Linked DNA regions of Cyprinus carpio: all the other regions are linked to region 3. The links are chromatin contacts, called in public Hi-C maps. All regions are on one chromosome and are shown on one strand. The core of a region is the stretch at or near the end of the contact, and the rest is flanking DNA. Distances in the headings are between cores, read along the strand shown. Region 1 overlaps tsc22d3 (TSC22 domain family protein 3). Region 2 overlaps tsc22d3 (TSC22 domain family protein 3). Region 3 has its middle 78 kb from the start of tsc22d3.

What was found. A called contact is a pair of places that touch in the nucleus more often than the background predicts.
Region 1: a contact with region 3 is called in a Hi-C map of liver, with 6 times the contacts expected there. The contact joins two enhancer-like sites. A contact is called at or near these places in 3 of 8 Hi-C or Micro-C datasets (liver, red blood cells and skeletal muscle).
Region 2: a contact with region 3 is called in a Hi-C map of skeletal muscle, with 2.3 times the contacts expected there. The contact joins two enhancer-like sites. A contact is called at or near these places in 3 of 8 Hi-C or Micro-C datasets (all in skeletal muscle).

What each region holds. Positions count from the first base shown.
Region 1 is chrA14:24,341,942-24,344,939 of ASM1834038v1, forward strand. All of the region lies in intron 1 of tsc22d3 (TSC22 domain family protein 3), which reads left to right. Among protein-coding and RNA genes, the nearest start is that of tsc22d3, 20 kb to the left of the region's middle. Within about 2 kb of position 1,525, at least 1 of the 8 cell types and tissues checked has an H3K27ac peak or open chromatin away from gene starts, as enhancers often do.
Region 2 is chrA14:24,365,863-24,368,892 of ASM1834038v1, forward strand. The region is part of intron 1 of tsc22d3 (TSC22 domain family protein 3); the gene reads left to right. Among protein-coding and RNA genes, the nearest start is that of tsc22d3, 44 kb to the left of the region's middle. Within about 2 kb of position 1,274, at least 2 of the 8 cell types and tissues checked have an H3K27ac peak or open chromatin away from gene starts, as enhancers often do. A contact at or near this core is called in skeletal muscle, where this site is marked.
Region 3 is chrA14:24,400,055-24,402,754 of ASM1834038v1, forward strand. No RefSeq gene overlaps it. Among protein-coding and RNA genes, the nearest start is that of tsc22d3, 78 kb to the left of the region's middle. Within about 2 kb of position 1,252, at least 3 of the 8 cell types and tissues checked have an H3K27ac peak or open chromatin away from gene starts, as enhancers often do. A contact at or near this core is called in skeletal muscle, where this site is marked.

The DNA.
Region 1 (2,998 bases), core at 275-2,774, 58 kb before region 3:
CCTTCACTGCTTCTGATCTTTAGTGTTGTGCCATATATTGGAGCTAATCACTCCTATCAAGTCATATTCTTTCAGTTATATCTAATAATATATTTTATTTTGAAATAAAATGAAATAATCATGGAGAGGGACTTAGAGAGCTAGAGAAAGTAAAACTGTGCAAATACACGGAACTTGCTTGTACCCTTTGTATTTGCATTAAAAACAGACTTTCTATTAACTGTCTTGTTTTTACAGTGACTAAGAACTGCAAACAAAGTCTCGAAAGACATTCTTGACAGCACCTATCCATTTCAATCTCAGTATTTGGAGTTTGCAGAGTAGTGTCAAACTGTTGCATGCAGATACAGTCTTTCAACACACACTATTGGCACATTATGGAGCAAATGACTTTTGCACACTCTAAAAATCTGTGTTATTCAATAACTATCTGCAGTCCAATTAAGTCAAGCACACTATCTGAATTTTATAGTCAACTGAGTTGTCTGCATCTCATTGCTATACAGTGCTATAAAGTACAGCAGATTGCATTAGTCTGCTACGTGCAAGATTGCAAATTGCACCGTGTAAAATGCATTCAGCATTAATTGGTGGGTGTATGTGTGAAATTACCTACTTTGCATTATTCATTCCCACCGAAGATCATCTAAGGCCTATAGGCGACCTCATTGAAGTTCAGAAGCATTGTTACATGCTTTTGCATAGCGGCGTATGGCCTCCACCTCCCCTGACTGCTCTGAACATCGCGTGTTTCTGCAAAAGTGGCTGCATGCCAGCATATCACCATTTTTTGGACAACTTTCTCAAGTCTGACTAGGCTTCTAGATTGTTTTGGAGATATGCTGACAGCTAATTGGCTCAAACGCTGCCTACGTGTAAAAAATCCTGCACATCAGATAAAAACATCTCTGCAGCGTTCAGTTGACCTACGCATTTCTGTCTGGTTGGTTGACATTGATCAGAGCTTTTACGTCACTGCCTCTGCTACCTGCACATTTATCATCTTTCAGTTCATACCTTTCAACGATTTAATCCTTTTGTGCGGAGAAGATTAAGAATGCACAAAGCCTTAAGATAACACATTTTCATTCTGCAGAGGTAATTGCTTGAATGCACACACATAACCCTAAGTAAGTGCACAAACACCAGTACTCAGATGTAGCGTAGGCGGCGGTTATGGCTCAAGGTGAACAAGGTTACCCTGTTTCTGGAAAATTCCTTTCTTTGCTAGGATCCATTCATGATGAAGACAGAGGAATGAGTTTGGGGCAGTGAGTTTGAGGCGGCCCAGGTGCAGTAAATCTTCCCTGCCAGGCTGCCAGCTTTATCCAGCCAACACATGCATCTCATCCGGCCATATATAGACTGAGAGGGAGAGGATTTTGTGTGGATTTCTCTTGTCTATTTGTGTATATCTTCAAATGTGCTGTGATGACAACGTGTGCAAGATAACACTATTTCTTGACCTTCGCTCCTGTTCCTTAGTTATTTAGACATTGGTGTTTGCCTTAAGGTTTATGGTTCAATTGTGTCAAAGGCATTTTGTCTGTGTTGTCTTTGGAAACCATCCGATGACAACATCATATGATTTAGAGGTTAAAATTCTTTCAGTGCAGATAATACGCTGCAAGAAAGTAAATAAAGAATGATTTATGGTGCCCTTTTATTGCACATATTAACACAATTATGTTTGAAATTGATTTACTTTTGTTTTCAAGCCTCATTGGTCGCAGAGAATACAAACAGGCACTTTCCTAGCCAACTGACACTGAAGCGTACCTGATAAAATAAATTAGTACTGCTCCACACACGCACGTTTTGTTTTCGGTTGAGATGAGATGCACTAATGAATGGATTTAACAGGAGGCCCTTCGCCAGGCTCTGCACATTGTGTTGATGCCAGCTGATCTACGTTATAGCGGATGTAATGACATCAGATGCCTTATGCTCCACCCTCCTCCTGGCATGTCCACTTATCTTCTGAGGCCAGAACACTGGAGCTTCGCTTGTATTGCTGCCACTTTGCATGCAGGGAAGTCTCTGTCTCCGTGGCTCACGTCAGACCACCATCAGACACTTTCTACAGCTCTCGCCTCATCAAGAGCTTTACTAACAAATAATGCTTAGTTTAGTGAGATTATGATTAAGATGATGAAGATGACCATTCAAAAGTTTGGGGTTTGTAATGTCACTTATACTCATCAAGGTTGTTTTTATTCAAGGAAAAATACAGTAAAACAGTAATATTGTGAAATATTATTAAAATTAAATTTTCTATTATAACATATAAAATGTGATTTATTCATGTGATGCAAAGTTACATTTTCAGCATCATTACTCCAGTCTTCAGAGTAACATGATCCTTCAAAAATAATTATAATATGCTGATTTGCTTAAGAAATATTTCTTATTATTATCAATGCTGAAAACAGATGTACTGATTTATATTTTTGGGTGATACATTTTTTTTTTAAGATTGCGGAAGAGCATTTACTTGAAATATAAATCTTTTGTAACATCATATGTCTTTACTGTCACTTTTGTTTAATTTACTGCATCCTTGTTGAAAAGTAAAATAAAAATAAAAAAAATAATAATAATTTAATTATATAAAATTTAAAGACATGCACAAAATTTGTTTTTCTGTGGGTGCAACTTTAGAATAATATCACATGAAACCGAAAACCTAAAACAAGTTTGTATTATAAACAGTACAATTACAATGATGACGCCAGTGCTGACTTCAATATTAGTAATTATTTTGAATACGTGGAAAACCATTGATAGGAAAAGGGTGACTGTACATTTAGAGTGATGATGTCATTGCTGACTTTAATTCTAGTAATTATTTTGAATACACGGAAAACCACTGATGTTGGAAAAACATTGACGGAACATATACAGAAGACTTATATTAATATTTTTTTTTTGTTTTTTTAATGATTTCACTGCTATAGAAGAACTGCTGCATTGACAATGACTTCATGACCTGGCTGCA
Region 2 (3,030 bases), core at 24-2,523, 34 kb before region 3:
TTCGTTTTTTTTTTTTTGCTCATCATCCAATTTTACATTAGTTGGAGGGGCTCCAGTGCTGGCACATTGAATATTCTGCACACTTCTAATTTAAACCAGCATTTTGGCAGCCAATTCTGAAGTAATGCATTCAGATAAAATTAGAAAACAAAAAAAGGCTCAGGCCTACCAAGGATTCACACCCTCCTTCAGGAAGAAGATAAATTTCAGCTTTCACTATGCTAGACAGGCAGAGAAAGCTTTTTACACTGGAGAGCACAATTCGTTCTGATTAAAAAGTTAGAAAAGAGTGCAAATGTAAGCACAAAGTGTAAATCACCAGCTAGGCCGAAGGAAAGAGGTGGAATGCTGATAAGACTGGACAAACTGTGGATAGAGGACTTAGATCCAATCACAACTCAGAAAAAGCTGTGTAAGTAATGCACAAGTGCTCTTGCTAGACTGCAGATGGCAAACACATTGCAGGGGTTTTCATATTATATATATATATATATATATATATATATATATATATATATATATATATATATATATATATATACACACACACACACACACACATATATATATTTAATAATACACGTTGCTATTTTTAAGGTGTACTTCTAACGTGTGCTTTCTTGGTAGATTGATATTATCAGTTATAATAAATTATAATAATAATTTAAATGTGTGTGTATGTACTGTATGTGTATAAATTTTTATTTGATTATTTGTTTTAAATAATATTCAATTCATTAATATTATCTATTACACACACACACACACACACACACACACACACACACACACACACACACACACACACACACACACACACACACACACATTATTCCCATGTCAATTAGCCATTTTAATAATTATTATTCATTATATTAATAGTCAGTTTATTTACATGTAATCTATATTTCTATTTTAGTGTGTGTGCGTGTCTACTTATACATTCAAATATGCTGTATTTTTTGTCATTTTTAAATTGTTGTAATTTTAAATACATTTTCTGAAGAAATGGACAATGTACACAAGTTGCGGGTTACTGAGATAAATGAATCAGAAGATCCTTAAAATTTTAATAGAGGAAAAAATACAGAGCTGACATTTAAATGTTTATTTCATTGAGGTTCTACTGAAAACATTTTAAAGCATCTTTTGAGTTACAGATAATCTAATTCAATGTGTACTAAAATGAACCTGATTGGTGGTGCTTTGTGCATTCTAGCTCAGTCAGAGTTCAGTCAGAGGCACTCAGTGCACATGAGAGCACATGACATTAGAGAGGAGGTGTAAACACACAGGATTAGAGTATCAGCCCTCCCTCTCTCTACCCAGCACTGAAAGCCTAGTTTGTCCAAGAGAAGGTGCAAAACATTACGTCTGGCCATCAACAGCTGACACCGAAGCCAATAACAAACTCAAACGCTGCATTGATTCATCAGCACTGCAAAATGACAGCTGCGTGCACATTTATGCATGTGAGCGGACTCGTGCGGTACATTCTGTCCTAGTTGGAGAGACGCCCGCGCTCCCTCTCTAAATCCGCTTTGTGTCCAAGGAACTCAATCACACGGATCATGGAGCGGAGAACTCCCGCTGTTTTGAAAAAGTGGTGAAGTTCAAGCCACTTCTAAACTAAGCAAACGAAATGAGCTTTATAGCATCAATAAATTCCCAGAAACGCATGGACAAAAGTCCCTCAATGCATCACTCTTTAAACACCATCCCAAGGACTGTTTCCATTGGCAATTGTTGGAGTATTTGTCGAGAGGGGCAGATTTTGTTGATTTTGTTCCTTGCCCCTTGAGAGAGGAAACACTTATTGACTTTTTTTAAAGTGCAACCCAGAACATTTAGCTGACTTTGTCTCCCTGTTACTTCACCTACACCTCAGAGCTTCGATTTCAGTGTCAGAAGCAGAAAATAGCTGTCATATTGTATGTTTAGTGGCTCACAATCCTTTCAAAGCTTAAATGAGACATTGGCCTTTGTAATGTACACAAATTGTCACAAAGAATAACCACTATCAAAGCAGAACAAAGGTGTGACAGCCTTACATAAGTCTCGGAAATGAAACAGAAAGGACATGGCAAGGTTTCCTTTGAGGAAAATGGCTGCAGGGCAAAGAGCCCACAAAGAAAACAGGCCAGACAAAAAAACCTGCCCTGTAAAACACATTTGTTACAAAGAGCTGCTGCCAGAGCTGAAGCACCCAGTTGTATTCCTGTCACAACGCTCTTCCTAGCTTTCATGCACCGTCCAAGAACAAACACTGGAGAGGTTTGTTTCCATAGATCCGAGTAGTTGTGGAAATACGTTTGGGGTTAATTCGCTCAGGCACAATCATCAAACTGCACTCGGCTAAAATTACAGAAAAAGGTTAATCTGACTTCAAATCTGGACTGGAGTACATTAAAATTCAGATTAAGCCGCTTAGCGTGTTTGGCACTCGGCAAGACAAGATGGCAATGGATGAATAGAATTCTGCAACGGTCACAAAAATATAGCCATTTTAAGCCAACAGTCTACAGTGGTTGCTTTTTTTTCATGTTCTTGGTTGTAAATGGATCTATAGGATCTTAAAAAAAAAAATCACATACAGCAATTTATTTCAGAATTTATTATAATATAAAATATACATTTAAAGCACATTATTATTTTCATATTCTCATTTTAATATGATTATGTATTTAATACAATTTGATTATATTTCATATATAATTTGAGGTTGACAGCATTTTATTAGCATTTATATATATATATATATATATATATATATATATATATATATATATATATATATTATATATTACAGTAAATCAAACAATAATATCTATTTTTAATAAGATTTTAATATTATTGAATTGCATTATACTATATTTAATATAATGTGTTTTAAAATGCATACTGCATCTTAAAAATGTGGTAACGTCGCACAAGACATTGAAAAACAGCAGTATGCAATGTAACAGCTACTTGCATGTGTACAAAACAAAAACAAAAAACAAAAAACAAAAAACAAAAAACAAAAAACAA
Region 3 (2,700 bases), core at 2-2,501:
AAAGATTAGATTATTAGAGGTCTTAGAGATGGGAATCGAACTCGGGTCACCACGAGCGCAATTGCACTGTATATATCGGCACACTAACCATGAGGCTAAATCGGCACCAATGACATTAGCACTTCTAGTTAACTTTCTTTATGGTATATTCCATTAAGATAGCAAATAAACATTTGTGCACATGTGTATTTATACCATTTTTGTTGTTTTCTTTTTAGTGGACCATCACTGTTAAACAGAAATTGTAAATCTTGGCTCGTGACTGCAAGTAATTTCTTTTCAGAACTCGATGTGCAGACTGAACACACCTCACAAACAGACACTTTCAGACTTCAGTGTGTTTTTCAGGCTGCATTCAGTACTCAGGTGCGTGCATGAGCTCTCCATTTATGGCTGTATTTCACAATCAACCGGTCATAAACACCTGTAAACACAAGCCTTATAGGTAAAACGAAACCTCCACAGGAAATTCTAAACCATGCAAGTTCATGTTTTAAGCATTTAGAAAACTAACTTTAACATCCAGCATGAAAATAGATTTTTTTTCTGTGCTTTGAACTTAAATGCATGCATGTACAGTATATATAAAAGCAAATCTCACACTTATAATCTCATAACAGTCATATGACTGTATCTCCTAACTTACAATATACAAGGCAGATGACGTTTTAGTCATACACAGAGTGACAACAACACATCCTTACTGTGACTCAAATGCATGCATGAACAGTATACATAGCAGCAAATCTCACACTAGAGATCTGATAACTATCATGTGACTGTGCCTCATAACATACACAAGGAAGATGATTCAGTCACACATACAGTGTGCCCACAACATACATTTACAGTTATGATACATAATGGCAAGCCCAGACTTGACTGGACACCAAGATTTCCACCGACATTTTCAAATAAAATAAAACAGCAGGATACAATACAATATATTCAAATATAAAACATTTTCAGATTGATCTGTCATGCAGAGAGAAAGAGATAATTGATGCATTTATTTTTCACAACCCTGTGAATACAACACAAAGGAATTTTTATTACTAGAAAAAAATAATGCATAAAAGATGTCATTAGCCACTTGGCAATGGCAGTGTTTTAGGGCTGTCTGACACATTTGGTGTCTGTAAAATGCCAATGAAAATCTTGAGCAGATGACGTGCAGTGTTATTTTGATGGTGGTGAGCTACTTCCCTGATCGACACAAAGCGGGGGACAAAATGTTCAGAACATTGGTAGTTTCGGTTTGAAAAGCTGCACGCGAAGTGGCAAGCACAGATGTGGGCGAGCATAATACTACTGCCTACAACTGCTGCATACTGACATATAGACTATATGTCACTCGCCTGATAGAAGTCTACTTTCTAACCTTTAACTTCTGAAGTGCATTTTGTTTGTATGTTACATAATCAGTACGTTGGGAACTCGACAGCAGTCATCTAAGAAAAGTATCCAAATCTCGACCAGTTCAAACTAGTATTTTAGATTTGATAAGCTGTCCTACATGGGTTTCCCTTTTCCTTCCTTGGCAAATAGGCTTGTGTACGGACTGACCTCTTGTGTACAGACATCTGAAGGTATCTGTGCATCCCTGATGGAGACAACACTGTACAGGAGGCCCGCGTGTCACCGTATCACCAGATCAAGGTTTTGTTCCCAGGTGATTTTCATCTGCAGTTTGGGGTGCTATACGCTGGACTGACTGATGCAGATAGAGATAATATGAAAACATGATCACTGTATTGTGTTTGCAGCCACATCCCTCTGTCCAACCACAATGTTCTCGAGACAGATGGAGTTATGCACATCGACAGACAGCAGACGGTTCACATGCCTCCAACAACCCAAACACGCCTATAAACATCTCTGATCATCAACAGAACACAGTTTACATCTGTCATCTATCAAAACCCAACGTTCACCACAACACCACTTGTAACCATGTGACTACAAGGTGTGGTACATAATGTTTTGTGTAATTTCACCAGGTCATGTACCAGGCACTGTTTCAACAAGCAACTGTTTCTCTCTCTCTCGCCTTGGATTAACCAGAGTGAAATTTCAAGAATGTGATTGAACACTTGTCTCGGCCGTTGACTGTGAAGTCAGTTTTATTGTCTGACCTCATGTGAGGGAACACTGTGTTCCAGACAATAAAGTAGGTCACACATCATTAAACAAAGTCCTCTACCTCCCCCTACTGGATCTGTGTGGCACTGCACGCTTTAATGCTTTATATCTGTCACTCACAGAACAGTAAAATAGAAAGAATGCATCTGGCAAAAAATATAAATATCTGTTATCATTCTATACAATTTTAGCCTAATCCAATTATGCAAAATGTTGAATAGAAAAGAAAAAAAGTGGTTTAGTTAAGGTTATGTGATACATCATTTATAATCATTCATAATCATTTTTTATTATTATTATTACATTAACTCCTAAAATTTTGATTTGTATTCACATGTGTAAATAGGAGACCGTTGGTTAGGTTTGTTTGTTTGTTTCTTTCCTTTTTTTTAATATACACATTCATTAGAGGCCTGGCAACAAAACAGCTACTTCACATCATAAACTGCATAAACCATTTATAAAACATTTGTGTAATTAAACTTTTCACTCAAAATCTTGAATTTGTATTTTTATATATTCTAAAATGTATTTTTTTTTTTTTTTTTTTTTTTTTTA